2 separate regions of the Mus musculus genome follow, and region 1 is linked to region 2. The links are chromatin contacts, called in public promoter capture Hi-C maps. All regions are on one chromosome and are shown on one strand. The core of a region is the stretch at or near the end of the contact, and the rest is flanking DNA. Distances in the headings are between cores, read along the strand shown. Region 1 has its middle 8.3 kb from the start of Gm41517. Region 2 has its middle 7.6 kb from the start of 4930517M08Rik.

The links. Promoter capture Hi-C pulls out the DNA fragments that hold promoters and counts their contacts.
Region 1: a contact with region 2 is called in a promoter capture Hi-C map of liver, with 4 times the contacts expected there. The contact joins two enhancer-like sites. A contact is called at or near these places in 1 of 39 promoter capture datasets (liver) and 2 of 484 Hi-C or Micro-C datasets (cerebral cortex and neural progenitor cells).

Annotation. Positions count from the first base shown.
Region 1 is chr17:4,973,402-4,979,422 of GRCm38.p6, reverse strand. No RefSeq gene overlaps it. Among named protein-coding and RNA genes, the nearest start is that of Gm41517, 8.3 kb to the right of the region's middle. Within about 2 kb of position 4,107, at least 56 of the 459 cell types and tissues checked have an H3K27ac peak or open chromatin away from gene starts, as enhancers often do. A contact at or near this core is called in liver, where this site is marked.
Region 2 is chr17:4,639,363-4,645,876 of GRCm38.p6, reverse strand. No RefSeq gene overlaps it. Among named protein-coding and RNA genes, the nearest start is that of 4930517M08Rik, 7.6 kb to the right of the region's middle. Within about 2 kb of position 5,071, at least 24 of the 459 cell types and tissues checked have an H3K27ac peak or open chromatin away from gene starts, as enhancers often do. A contact at or near this core is called in liver, where this site is marked.

The sequences.
Region 1 (6,021 bases), core at 2,858-5,357, 330 kb before region 2:
TTAGAAACAAAGTTTCAAAGTTTATAAAGTGTGTGGTTGTTTTATGAAAAAAAAAAAAACCAAACCCTCAATATTATCCATAGAGAAATTATTAGAACTAACAAGAGAATTAAAGCAAGATGGTTGATTGTAAAATTAGGATATTTTTCTTTTAAAAAATGGCTATTTTAAAATTTTTTAGATTTATTGCATAATTCTCTCTTTTTTTTAAAAAAATATATCTTAAAATTTTTTATTCTGCATATGCTTGTGTGTGGTGTGTGTGCAGGGGGGCGGGGGGTGCATAGACAATGTTGCACATGGAGGTCAGAGGACAGTTTGCAGGAGTTGGTTTTCTCCTTCTACCAGCTGGGTTCCTGGGATAAAACTCAAGCCATAAGACTTGGTAGCAAACACATGTACCTGTTGAACCGTTTAAAATGATTTTATAGTCAGTTTGGGAAACAGGAGTCTGACATGAGAGATGTGTAACATTTCTCCAACAATAAATAAAAAGTGAAATCTACAGAGGAAAACTTTACAAATTAGACTGCACTAAGACAACAACCTTTACTTTCCAGGAGACACAATGGGAAAAGGGTGGCTAGACCCAGCATGGAAGCAGAGATCTGCTTCCTTTGAAAAGCTGGGAGCAGAAGAGCTGGCCCAGTGTGTAAGGTGATTGCTATGCGAGCATAAGACCTGGGTCTGGACCCCCAGCACCCCCATAAAAGCTGGAGATCATGACCAGAATTGAGAAGTCCGATACCAGGAGGCAGAGATAGGCAGGTCCTGGGGGATCAGACTATTAGCCAGTTAGTCTAGCACAAACAGCAAATGTCAGGTTCACTGGAAGCCAATTTCCAGAAAGTAAGGTGGAGAAGCTATTGAGCAAGGTATTCTAAGGTCAATCTATGGTCTACACATTCACACACACACACACACACACAGACATAGGAAAATAAAACAAGATGTGGATAACAAGAGCCTAGGAGCAGAGATTCAGCCACTTTAGAGCTGGATCAGGAAAACACAAGTTGAAGGGACCTACCTGAAGGTGATAGCTATTTTCTGGTTATCAACTTGACTACATCGAGAATTAACTAAGACCTAAATGCTGGACACACCTGTAAGGGGTTTTCTTCTCTTAATGAAACCATTTGAAGTGGGAAGACCTGCTTTTAATCCAAATTCTTCTGAGATAGGAAGAGGAAGCTTTTGAGGTGGGAAGATGCACCTTTAAGGTGGGCCACACCTTCCTCTGGCAGCTTATTCAGAGAATGTGGAAGAAGGAAGCTTGCCCTTTGCTTGCTTGCCCTCACTCAGGCTGGCAAGTCCATCCCTTCACTTGCATTAGAGCCTACTTCTTCGGCATTCTGATGAATATTGAAGACCAATTGAGACATCCAGCCTCATGGGCTGAACACTACTGGATTCTTGGAGCTTCCATTGATAGGGCTTACATAGATTGTTGGATTAGCTGGACCACAGTCAACAAAGAATTCTGATTTGTATAGTTTATTCTGTCAGTTCTGTTCCTCTAGAGAACCCTAACTAATCCACTGAATTACAAAGTGTGTTCACAGCCAACCTGAGACTGTGTCAAAACAATAAGTAAAAAGAGGGCTGGGGACATAGTTTGTAGGAAGCCATTCACCCAGAATGCACCCTATATTCAATCTCCAATGTCACAAACCAAGCAAATCAGTTGCCAAGGTATTTGTATCCTGCACATATAAAGAGTTATTACATATCAATAAGATGAAGACAAGTCACTCTTTTCAAAAAGAGGTGTTTCATGGAAACACAAACGGCCCCATAGGTGTGTGAAATCCTACAATGAATTCTCAGAACTTGCCAAATACTTTGTGCAGAGCAAGACCATCCCTCATACCCTGTTGGTTAGCTCAATCTTTTTGGAGGACAATTTTGCTTCGTGAATATGATGGCCTAGCAATTTCACTCTTAGATTTAAACTCTAGAGAAGACAGCCTGTTCCAAAAGGCACTCAGCAGAAATGCTCAGAGCAGCACTATAGCTCCCGGGAAAGAGCTAGAAGCTGATCAATGTCCACTGACAGAACAGTAAAAGACAGGTGGTGGAATACTATTTAGCAACGAGTATGAATAAATTATAGCCATGCCCAACAACATAAGGGAAACTCAGGATTGCAATCTGGGTGGCAGCAGCAGCAAGCAGAAAACATACACAGCATCTACGAAATGATGCATCAGCTAACACCACACATAGCAAGGCTGCTGTGTGAGACCTCCGTAGAGTCAAAGCCACAATAACCAGCGATGGTGGATACAGGATGATGTGAAGACTGGGAGTTAAAAGTAATGATTCACAAGCTTCACCATCTTCTTCCATGTGATGTGAGGATGCTGGTGCAGAAATAATGTGCTTCGGGCTCTTCTGTTGTTCTTTTGTCCATTTTTCTTCCCCTCCCTCTCCCCCACCACCTCTCTTTTAAGATAGGATCTTATGTAGGATCAGCCCAAAGGCTGGTCTCAAACATGCCACGTAGTGAAGGATTGTAGAGAGGCTCTCTTACAAGCATCACCTGCCAATAAATAAAGCTTACAGCCAATGAGCTGAGGCAGGAAATAGGAGGTGGAACATCCAGCAGGGATACAGAGAATTCTGGGATAGACGAACATGGGAGGTTTTTGGGGTTGCCAAGGAGATGGATGTAAGAAGATAAGGAGAGGGAACCAGCCATGTAGCTGAATCTAGCTTAGAATTAGAGGATAATAAGTTGAGAGTTAGTTGGAGAGTAAGCCAAAGCTTATGGCATACACATTTATCAGTAAACAATTATCGAGTCTTTATTTCTGGGAGTTAAGCGGTTGGGAAGAAAAACTCGATTTTACTTATACCTCTGGCTGACTGAAATTCACTCTGTGGACCACGATAGCCTCAGATTCATGGAGATCTCCTCCCTCTCTCTTCCTTGGCCCTGAACTTTTGCCTGCACCTCCCTGATTACAGGTGTGCCTTGCCATGTCTGGATCTTTATTATTCTTTATAACTTTGATAATTTAAAAAAGATATTATTTTCTGAGGCCAGGGAGATGGCTCAGTTAGTAAAGCCATGCCTGGAAAACCTAAGGATTCAAGTTGTGTATCCTCAGGACCCACGTGCAAAGGCTTGGTGTGGCATCCTGGGTTTTAATATCAGCCCTGGAGAGAGGGAGGCAGGAGGCAGGCAGACCCCTCAGCTCACAGGCCGGCCAGCCTAGCTCACACAGAGAGTTCCAGGACAGTGAGATACTTTGCCTCAAAACCAAAACTGAACACAGAAAAGGGAAGAATCACAAAGATCTGGGATGGCTCGGTCAGTTAAATGCTTCTTCTGGAAGTGTGAAGACCTGCATGAAGCCCACCACTGTAGGAAAAGCCCAGGTACCCAAGGCCTGGAATCTAGGGCTGGGCGGCCAAGCGGGCGGGGGTGGGGTGGGGTGGCTGTCGAGACAAAACAAGCAAACAGAAGTAACAGAAGTTTGTCAGACAAGCAAGCAAAAAGAAACAGAACAAAAAGAGGGCTACAACTGTTGTGTAGTCTAAAGTAGCAGTAGCTTCCTAAAGTAATAATCCAGGCACACTCCAATAGAAGTCAGGCACAAAGGCTAGGCTCATTTAGCATACAAATAGGCACTATAACAAACACTAACTTCAATTACAGTTAAATGTTATAAAATCTCACAAAACTCAATAATGTAACTTTATTTTTAATTAATTAATTAATTAAGAGTAAGAGTCAGGGTCTCGCTCTGTACTCCTCACTTTCCTAGAACTCATTATAAGTGCCAAACGGTGGGAGGCAGAGGCAGGCGGATTTCTAAGTTCGAGGCCAGCCTGGTCTACAGAGTGAGTTCCAGGACAGCCAGGACTACACAGAGAAACCCTGTCTCGAAAAAACAAACAAACAAACAAAAGACCAAACTGGTCTCGAACACACAGAGATCCACCTGCCTCTGCCTCTTCAGTGCCAGGATTAAAGACATGTACCACTGTGCCTGGCCTAATTTTTATTTTTTATTTTAATTAGAGTTAACAAGCCTCCCTGTAGTTCATGGTACTCCTTACACTTTTTAGGCACATGCTCTTTGAAACCACCACCCTTACTATGACCACGGCTTTAAAATAGAAGAACTAAGCTAGAAAGACAGGTCAGCCTTTTAAATAAACAGTTTTTTTCTAATATGGTTAAACTGTTTTATTTTTTTGGTGGTGGTGGTGGTGGGGGGAGATTGTTGTTGTTGTTGTTGTTGTTGTTGTATCAGCTATGTTTGAGAAAAGTTTATTTTAGCTTCTCAACTCATTACTGCTGATGGCGCTGAGTCCACAGATCGCTCCAGTCTTTTGAAGTCACCGTCACAGCAAGCCAGTCAGGCCAACTGCATTTTTTTTTTTTTTAAACCACACCCCGTGTTTCACTCAGACCTACCTTGCCAGGGCTGTTCTTGGCAGCGGGGTGTGCCAAGGGAGCTATGTAGCCAAGTCACATGGCTCTTGAGCTGGGAGTGGAGCCACAAATTGGCTGGACTCTCCTCCTGGGGATAACATTCATGTTCCACAGAGTCCGCAGAAAGCAGAGTGTCGCTGGGACACTGGGACCCAGTACCTAAAGCCCCTCTGAAGCTGTTGCTTCCTCCGGAGCCTGGGCTGATCCACGCGAGTTGGAAGATCCGATTCCAAATGATAGCTCTGAGATCAAAAGAGGATAAACAAGATCGTGAAAATAATCATTAGTGGGTCCGGCTGCATCCCACTGGTGAGGAAGGAACGGAGCGACTTCCTTGTGTTCCAGCCATGCTTATGGCTCCCCACACACATGTGCACACGCACCTGCACACATACAAAAGTGAGTGTAATTTAAAGATTAAAAAAAGGCAAATAGAAAACATAAACTAAGATGCTGGAAATAAATACAAAATTAGCAGTTGTAACAAATGCAAACGAGCCCATCTGCTTCAAAATAGAGATCACCTGAACTGCGATAGAGCCATTTCATGAACCTTCACATCTGCAGGAGAAAGAACTATGGGAAATAAAAGCCAGATAAATACTAAGCTGGTAAAGGTGGTGGCATATCAATTATGTTTAATATACTTTAGGCACCAACATTCAGCCTAAGAGGGTCATCATTAAATTAAAAAGAAAGAAAGAAAGAAAGAAAAAAGAGTGGCTGCATAATCTTGAGCACCTGAAATCAGTCTCTGAGAGCCATGAATAGAAGGAAAGAGCCAGTTCCCATAAGCCGTCCTCTGCCCTCTGTGCAGCGTTATTGCACGGACATCCCTACACATACACATACACACACACACACGCGCACACGCACATGCACACACACATGCACACATATGCACACACACACTAATGGTAATGTTAATAATAATTATTATAACAACCGCTAAGAAATTATAACAATCCTGAATTTGCATGTACCCAACATTGTCTCAAAAATAACAGAGGCAGGTAGACTCAAATAAATCATCCAGTCCCCGAAGTGCTGGGCATTTTACACATCACCCACGGCCTATTTTATATCATAATGCAGTGTGGCCAGAAATTCAAATACTAAAAAGATATTTTAGAAAGACTATCATTTTGGAAACTAACATTGGCACTTCACGGTGACAGGAGGGCTAGAGAAATGGCTCAGTGGGTAAAGAGCTTGCTGTGCAAGAGGGACGACCAGAGTTCAAATCCCTAGTACCCACATAAAAGCTGGGTGGGCATGGTGGCCATCTGCTATCCCAGCATGCTGAAGTTGAATCTGGAGATAGGAATCCCTGGAGTGAGTGGGCTAGCACAGGGCTAACTGAACCTGGAGCTTCAGGTTGAGCAAGAGACCTTGCCTCTATGCAGGGTAGAAAGTGATCAAGGAAGATTTCTGATTGCCATCAGCACTGGGTCTCACAAACACAGGCAATGGACCTACACAAGCCTGTGCACACATGCAAACATGCCTAGGTTTACACACACACACAAAAAGAAAAAAAAAGATTACCATAAGATTTTTTTTTGTTTTGT
Region 2 (6,514 bases), core at 3,822-6,321:
AGACTCTTACTTTTATAGGAGGAAATTACTGTAGTTTGATTTGTCAGCTCATCATAGGTTCTTAGCTCTCTGGAAGCTGTAATGCTTATGTTGAAGAGCTGAGTTAGTTCTTTTGCCTGTTGCTGGGACATAATACCCTAACAAATCAACTTAAGGAAGGGAAGGTTTATTTTGGCACAGGGTCAAGTCTATCATGGAATGGAGGTCATGGTGGGCAGGAGGTCACAGTGAGAAGGCAGTTAGTCACATTGTATCCACAGGAAGCAGAGGGAGATAAATGCTTGTGCTCAGTGCACCTCCTCCTTTCTAAGAATTCTGGGACCCAAGCCTAGGGAATGGTGCTGCCCATCTTCGGGTGTGTCTTCCTACCTCAATTAACATAATTAAGGTTACATAATTAACATAATTCCCTTACAACCAGGCCCAGGGGCTTGTGTACAAGGTTACTTCAGATCCTGTTAAATTGATAAATGGGAGGGGCGGGGGAGGGGGGTGCTGATTCCAGGCAGATTGTAGACCATTCTGGGATGGATTTTAAATGAGGGGAAGGATTGGGAAAGGAATCTTGGATTTCCAAATTTATTTTAAAATAATAAACAGTCACTAAACTGCTTGTTTTAAAAGAAGCAGGAGAGGCTCAAGAAATAATAAACAACAGTTAACTCATTTCTACAGTTCAGAAGTGAGAGTCCAGGAGGGAAAAAGGGAAGGAGGAGAAGATGCTGATAACATAGCTTGAGGACTCTTGAGGAGGAAGTGGGGGAGGGGCCCACATAACAATAGAGCAGGCCCAGTAGAGTGGATGATTCATGCCACACCTGTGTTGCTATATGCTAGCCTTTGTGATCAGGAGCAATACAACATAGATATGAGTCTTGGTGGACTTCCTGAGTTGCAGAAATGGTCTCCCAAACACTCAGCTTGTCTCCACGTGGAAAGTCATTCCTGAGAATGGGAGTCTCAGTTTCATCTAACTACTGTTTCCTTTCAGTCTGCATTCCAGTGGTTTAGGGACACATTTTATTCTTCTATCTGTAGTTGGAGTCCAGGAACACAGCAAGGACAGCGTTTGTCTGCTCCCTGAGGGATGTTTGGCACCACCCAAGTTGCTGACTTCCGTTACCTTTTATTTAAAAACTAGGTTCTACATGAGCTCCTTCGTCTCTCGGGTCACTTTAAATAAGAGCCTCCCTTCTTCTGACCTTGATGTTGAACCTAGGAGACTCCTCTGGTGTGTGTTGATGGCTCATTCATTGCTAGGCTGTTTGGTAATAGCTTTCTCCTGCCAGAGGGAAAATACTTTCTTTTCATTTCCAATACTTGGTTACCATTTCTCAGACGGTGCATTGGAGCACGCCATTGTCCAGAGCCACGAGCAAGACAAGTTCAGGCTTCAACCAAGCAGATTTCACATCACTGTGACTCAAAGGGGGGAAAAAAAGGAATTAAAAAACAGTTATAGATAGAAATAAAATGAAGTAAAAACTTAGTAGAATGTTGTCAATGACTTAGGATGTAAAAAAAAAAAATCAAGGATTTGCTGGGGGGAAAAGGCTAGGGGTTGAAGGGATGGCTCCACAGGCAAAGCACTAGCCACACAAGTATGAGCATCTGACTTTGAATTCCCAAATGCCACATAATGCCAGATGTGGTAGAACACATCTGCAATTTTAGTATTCCTAAACTGAAACAAGAGGCAGAGATAAGAGTTTCCTAGGATGCCCGTAGGCAAGTGACCTTGCCTACACGATAGTAAATGGCAAAAGGCTCGTCTTAGATGAAAACTGACACCTGAGATTGACCTTTCCAGACAAGATGACCTGCTTCACACAGAGGCATATATAAACCCACATATATCAACACACATACACAAATGAGAGAGAGAGAGAGAGAGAGAGAGAGAGAGAGAGAGAGAAAACAAAATTTCCCCTTTCCTCCTTCCCCCTTTTTAGACTTTGGTATATTTTGTTCAATGTGTATTTTGGATGAAAAGTAATTGACCCAGCCTTGAGTTTGGATTAATAATGATCAGCATCTAGAATCACAGCACACACACTTGTTTGAGCATCACAACTCAGGACATCTCAGTTTGTTTGCCATGATTTGCACTTATATGCTTTTTTCCTGAAGTGAAGAAAAGAATATCCCTGAGGTCCTGCTCAGAGCGCAGGGAACTGAAGACAGCTCTCACTAACAACCCTGTGGATTGTACAGTCTGCTTGATTCCCTCAACGCTTTACAGGGAATGTTCTTTCTGCCGGTGCGCTGCACAAATCTACCACTTCCAGACTGGAAAGCGTCACGGGGTAACAAACATTGAGAAGCAAACTACCATATGGAGAGTCTGTCACCCAAAAGATGCCTTAAGAGCCAGACTTTTTCTTGGGACAAAGCCAAGGAGTAAATTGGAGCAGGTGAGAGATGATCCATGGTTTGAGCTTTCCTTAAGGGACTCTTTGGCCACAGAGAGGGGCTCAGGATGCTTAGACACCCTATGAAAATAGGGGAAGCTGTCCTGTGTCATGTAAAGAGCCTTCTTTACTTCAGTGGCAATACCACTGTGAAAGGGACTCTAAGGGGCACTTAGAAGCTGCTTTGACTCTTCCTTGGCCTCACAGAGGCACTGCAAACAGGGTGAAAGCTGACAGCTCTCCCTCCTTTGTGCACCCATCACCCAGCTTGCTCACCTTTATGGTAAGTTTACCATATGGTATAGCATATGGTATATTTACTATCCTAGGAGTATCCACTAGGAACCAGTGATACCTAACCTACTTCATTCCCTTTATGGCTATGATGGTACAGAATCACTTTGGATTCCATGAATAACAAAGGCTCTTGGGCAGGCAGACCCTCTCTGAAGTGGCAACAGTTGTCTGTGATGGAGAGACTACTCTGGGAAGCAGGTCATCTTGTGGGAGCCATTATTGTCCCTTCTTGCAATGCCAGGCATTGACAGATAACAACTTCTTGGGTCACACACGCTGTCAGGACTAGAGCTGAGATAATGATGGGGCACACCTTGATCCCAGTCCTTTAACTGTGCCTGTTTCTTGCCCTATCACGGTAGTCTACTTACACCTAAAGCTCACATCAGGATCCCAAGGAGGACCTTGAGAGTCACTGGATTTTATTATTTATCTCTCTCCCTAATATGTTGTTTTCTTTCTTCCATTAGGAGTTAGCATTATTTTTTTTCCCACTGCAAAAAAGAAGTTTTTCCAAGAAAGGCTAAGAGCAGGGCTGGAGAGATGGCTCAGTGGTTAAGAGTACTGGCTATTCTTCCAGAGGTCCTGAGTTCAATTCCCAGCAACTACGCGATGGCTCATGACCATCTGTTGTGGGATCTGATGCCCTCTGTGTGAAGACAGATCATTCATATACATAAAAATAAATAATTTTTTAAAAATGACAGAGAGTAGTCCAGAAATTCTTCCTGCTACATCTTCTCATTGTTCCCTGGTCTTTAAAGTGGTCATATGAGTGCTCTACTGAGGGACTGAACATGCAATAGTATTTGTTCACAGTGTCTTAAGCAGCTACATACCTCTGTACTTGAAGGCTTGCATTGTGAATAGAAGTTGTTCTGACTAAGACTAGGGTTTATCTATGTGTGTTATGTGTAAGTATTGAGAAAGCATCTTGGCATGACATCAGTTTAGCCAGCCAGCACTTGTAAGTTCCTGCTGGGACCTAAGACCTCCTCAGCTATGGGTTCTTAACCTGGATGCAGAATGAAGCATGGATTCCTTCTTCTGGAGTGGCTCTCAAAACTAATCAGAGCTCGTGGTTAGCCCCATAGCAGTTTGCCAGCATTGCACCAGTGTATATATCTTACCCAGAAGATTGGCATTTAAATCCGTAGTGTTCTCAATTGAGTATGGCCATTGATGTCTTCTGGCATCATGAAAGCCAGCCATCAGGGAGGAAGTTTCCAGGTCAGGTCCAGTTTGATTTCTCTGTATCTTGGACTGAAGCTATGTGTTGTCTTCAGCAATTGGATCTTACTAACTTATTCTGGTGGGCAGCCTAGGGGAATGTCGAGAGCCCTTTTTTGAGGGTCTGGGGGGGGGATGTTGGGAGCCTTTCAAACCAACTATTCATAAAGAGGTATCCCCCATATCTGGCACTGGAATTTTGGTTTAATATCCCAAGGTAAACTACTAAGTTCATCATGACTCAGCCATTCAGTCTGGCCTTCTAACATTCATATTCTTTAGTTGGCTTACAAAGTAATAGGTTTCCAATAAGTTTTGGTTTTCTACCGCTGAAATGGATATAAAAACACTGCTACCTTCGTGGGTTATAATCTAAGAACTACATAGTCACCAGTTGAAGAAAAAGAAAAAAACAAAAACAAAAACTTTGGCTCTTTGAAAAAAAAAAAAAAGCTCCCAGTCCCCTCCCCCACCAGGAATTAATCCATTTTAAAAGCAATTTCATCAGAATTTGCAGTTGCTGTAAACCGACGGGCAGATTGCCTGGATTTGGGGTTGAAGGCAATTTAATTCCAGTGTCTCCACTGTCTGCTTTGTCTAGCTCTGAATTCAGGTCATGAAAGGTAAGCTGGCATCAGCAGCCAGCTGTTACTACCTGTATCTGAATGCCAATGTCCCCTGGTGTATTGACACAGGAAGAAAGTAAATAAGGTAACGTCCTCAGAATTTTCTTTACGCTAAACATGCAATTAGCCACTTACCCATGATGAGCCACATTTAATTTTAGCTAAGTGAAAAGGAATGCTGACCGGATTTATTCTATTATCTGTTTACTTTCTGGGAAAAGGGCAGCTGGATCGTCTCCTGGCAGGGCACTGTTTGCCTCCTGCAGTGCTCATCCATGAAATATGGTAAAACTTGCAGGAATTGCATGATGCACAAAACTCGAAGACTAGCTTTATTGGCTGTGCCATCCTTTTGCTTGGTAGGGAAAAGAAGGATTTCAGGGTTCCAGTCTCTGACTGTGCAGATGGGGCAGAGCCTGAGAGGTGGCCGACAGAGGTGGGCCTGACCAGTCCTGGACAAGGTCACTGAGGACCCTTCACCTCGGTGTGTGTCAGCCCAGTGACTTTGTTCCCCTTTGGCAGCTCATCGCCCTACTTTGGGCCAAGACTTCTGGCCGTTCCCAGCCATTGCTCCCACAGCTCTGATTTCATCAGCAACACCATTTCCAAAGGGCTCTGTTTCTGAGATCAGTCATAGGGAAAGAGGTTGGATGCATTCCGGCGAAGCTTTTAGGCAATGAAGGAAGTTTTGTGCATTCCCTCTCGCTTGTGTGGTATTTTTTTTTTTTTTTATAGAGTAGATGCTTTGAAGTGTCAGTATTTTAACCATAAGAAATAAATCATAAAGGGTGAAATTTCAGCCACAACTTCCAGGCAGACCGTAAACCCAGGCTCTGACCTTGCCTGTGTTCAGGGGGCACACACACCTGTAGACTTGGGTGCTGAAGAAGTACTTGGACTAACTCCAGGGCTCTGCTAAAAGTGTAAAACTACTTAGGCTGCAAACCACGGCGAGCAGATGGAAGAGTTCTCAAACTGTTCTATTTGGACAAGAATCTTTGGGAGGTCATGAGTTCCCTGCCTCTGGAAACTTGTGAGGCGGGCTTCTGAAGTATCTAAGAGATGCACTGTGGAAAAGATTCAGGCAGTAAAGTGTATCAGTAAGAGTTGGGCCAGGGAGATGAGCATACTCCCAGAGGGCTAAGCCAGGAAAATGATTTATCTCTATGGAGAATTGATCATATGGATCAGGAGGTAACCTTGAGCATCTTTGACTCATAGGACTACTGGGACAGGATTTCCAGAGACTAGAAAATAAGAGCCCTTCTGGTCTGTGGATTGAGGTACAGCTGACTAGAGGGAGCTAAGGATCTCGTAAGAGACGTGGTTAGGCCTAGAACAGAGGTCCTCAACCTTCCTAATACTGCCATCCTTTAAAACAGCTCCTCATGTTGTATTGACCCCCAACTATAAAATTATTTCTGTTGCTGCTTCATAACTATAATTTCGCAGCTGTTATGGACCATAATATAAATATTTTAGGAGACAGAGGGTTGCCAAAGTGGTTGCATCCCACAGGTTGAAAGCCACTGGCACAGCCTCCTGGGTGGTGCTGCCCTGCCAGGAACTTTGTACCCTCGGACAGGGAGAGCCACATTCTGAGCTTCATTTTTTCCTGGCCTTGCAAGCTCAGCCAGTGCTTTCCATTAGCCATGTCCAGCTTCCAGGCCATTAGCTGAGCTACCAAGGCAGAGAACACAGGGTAAGGCGGGTGCTCTGAGACATGGTTCTTGACTGATCTGCACTGTGGGAACTTGTACCTGACAAACTCCAAATGTCTCGCTAAGTCTGACAAACTAAAACAATTTTCTTGGTTCTCTATCTTCCTCCCTCTCCCTCTTATAAACAAACCAAACCAAAATGAACGAACAAAAAAACAAGAGACAAAACCCAAGAAATTCGACCCCCCAAAAGAAACCCCACAAAAAAGAAAATCAAAACAGAGGCTAA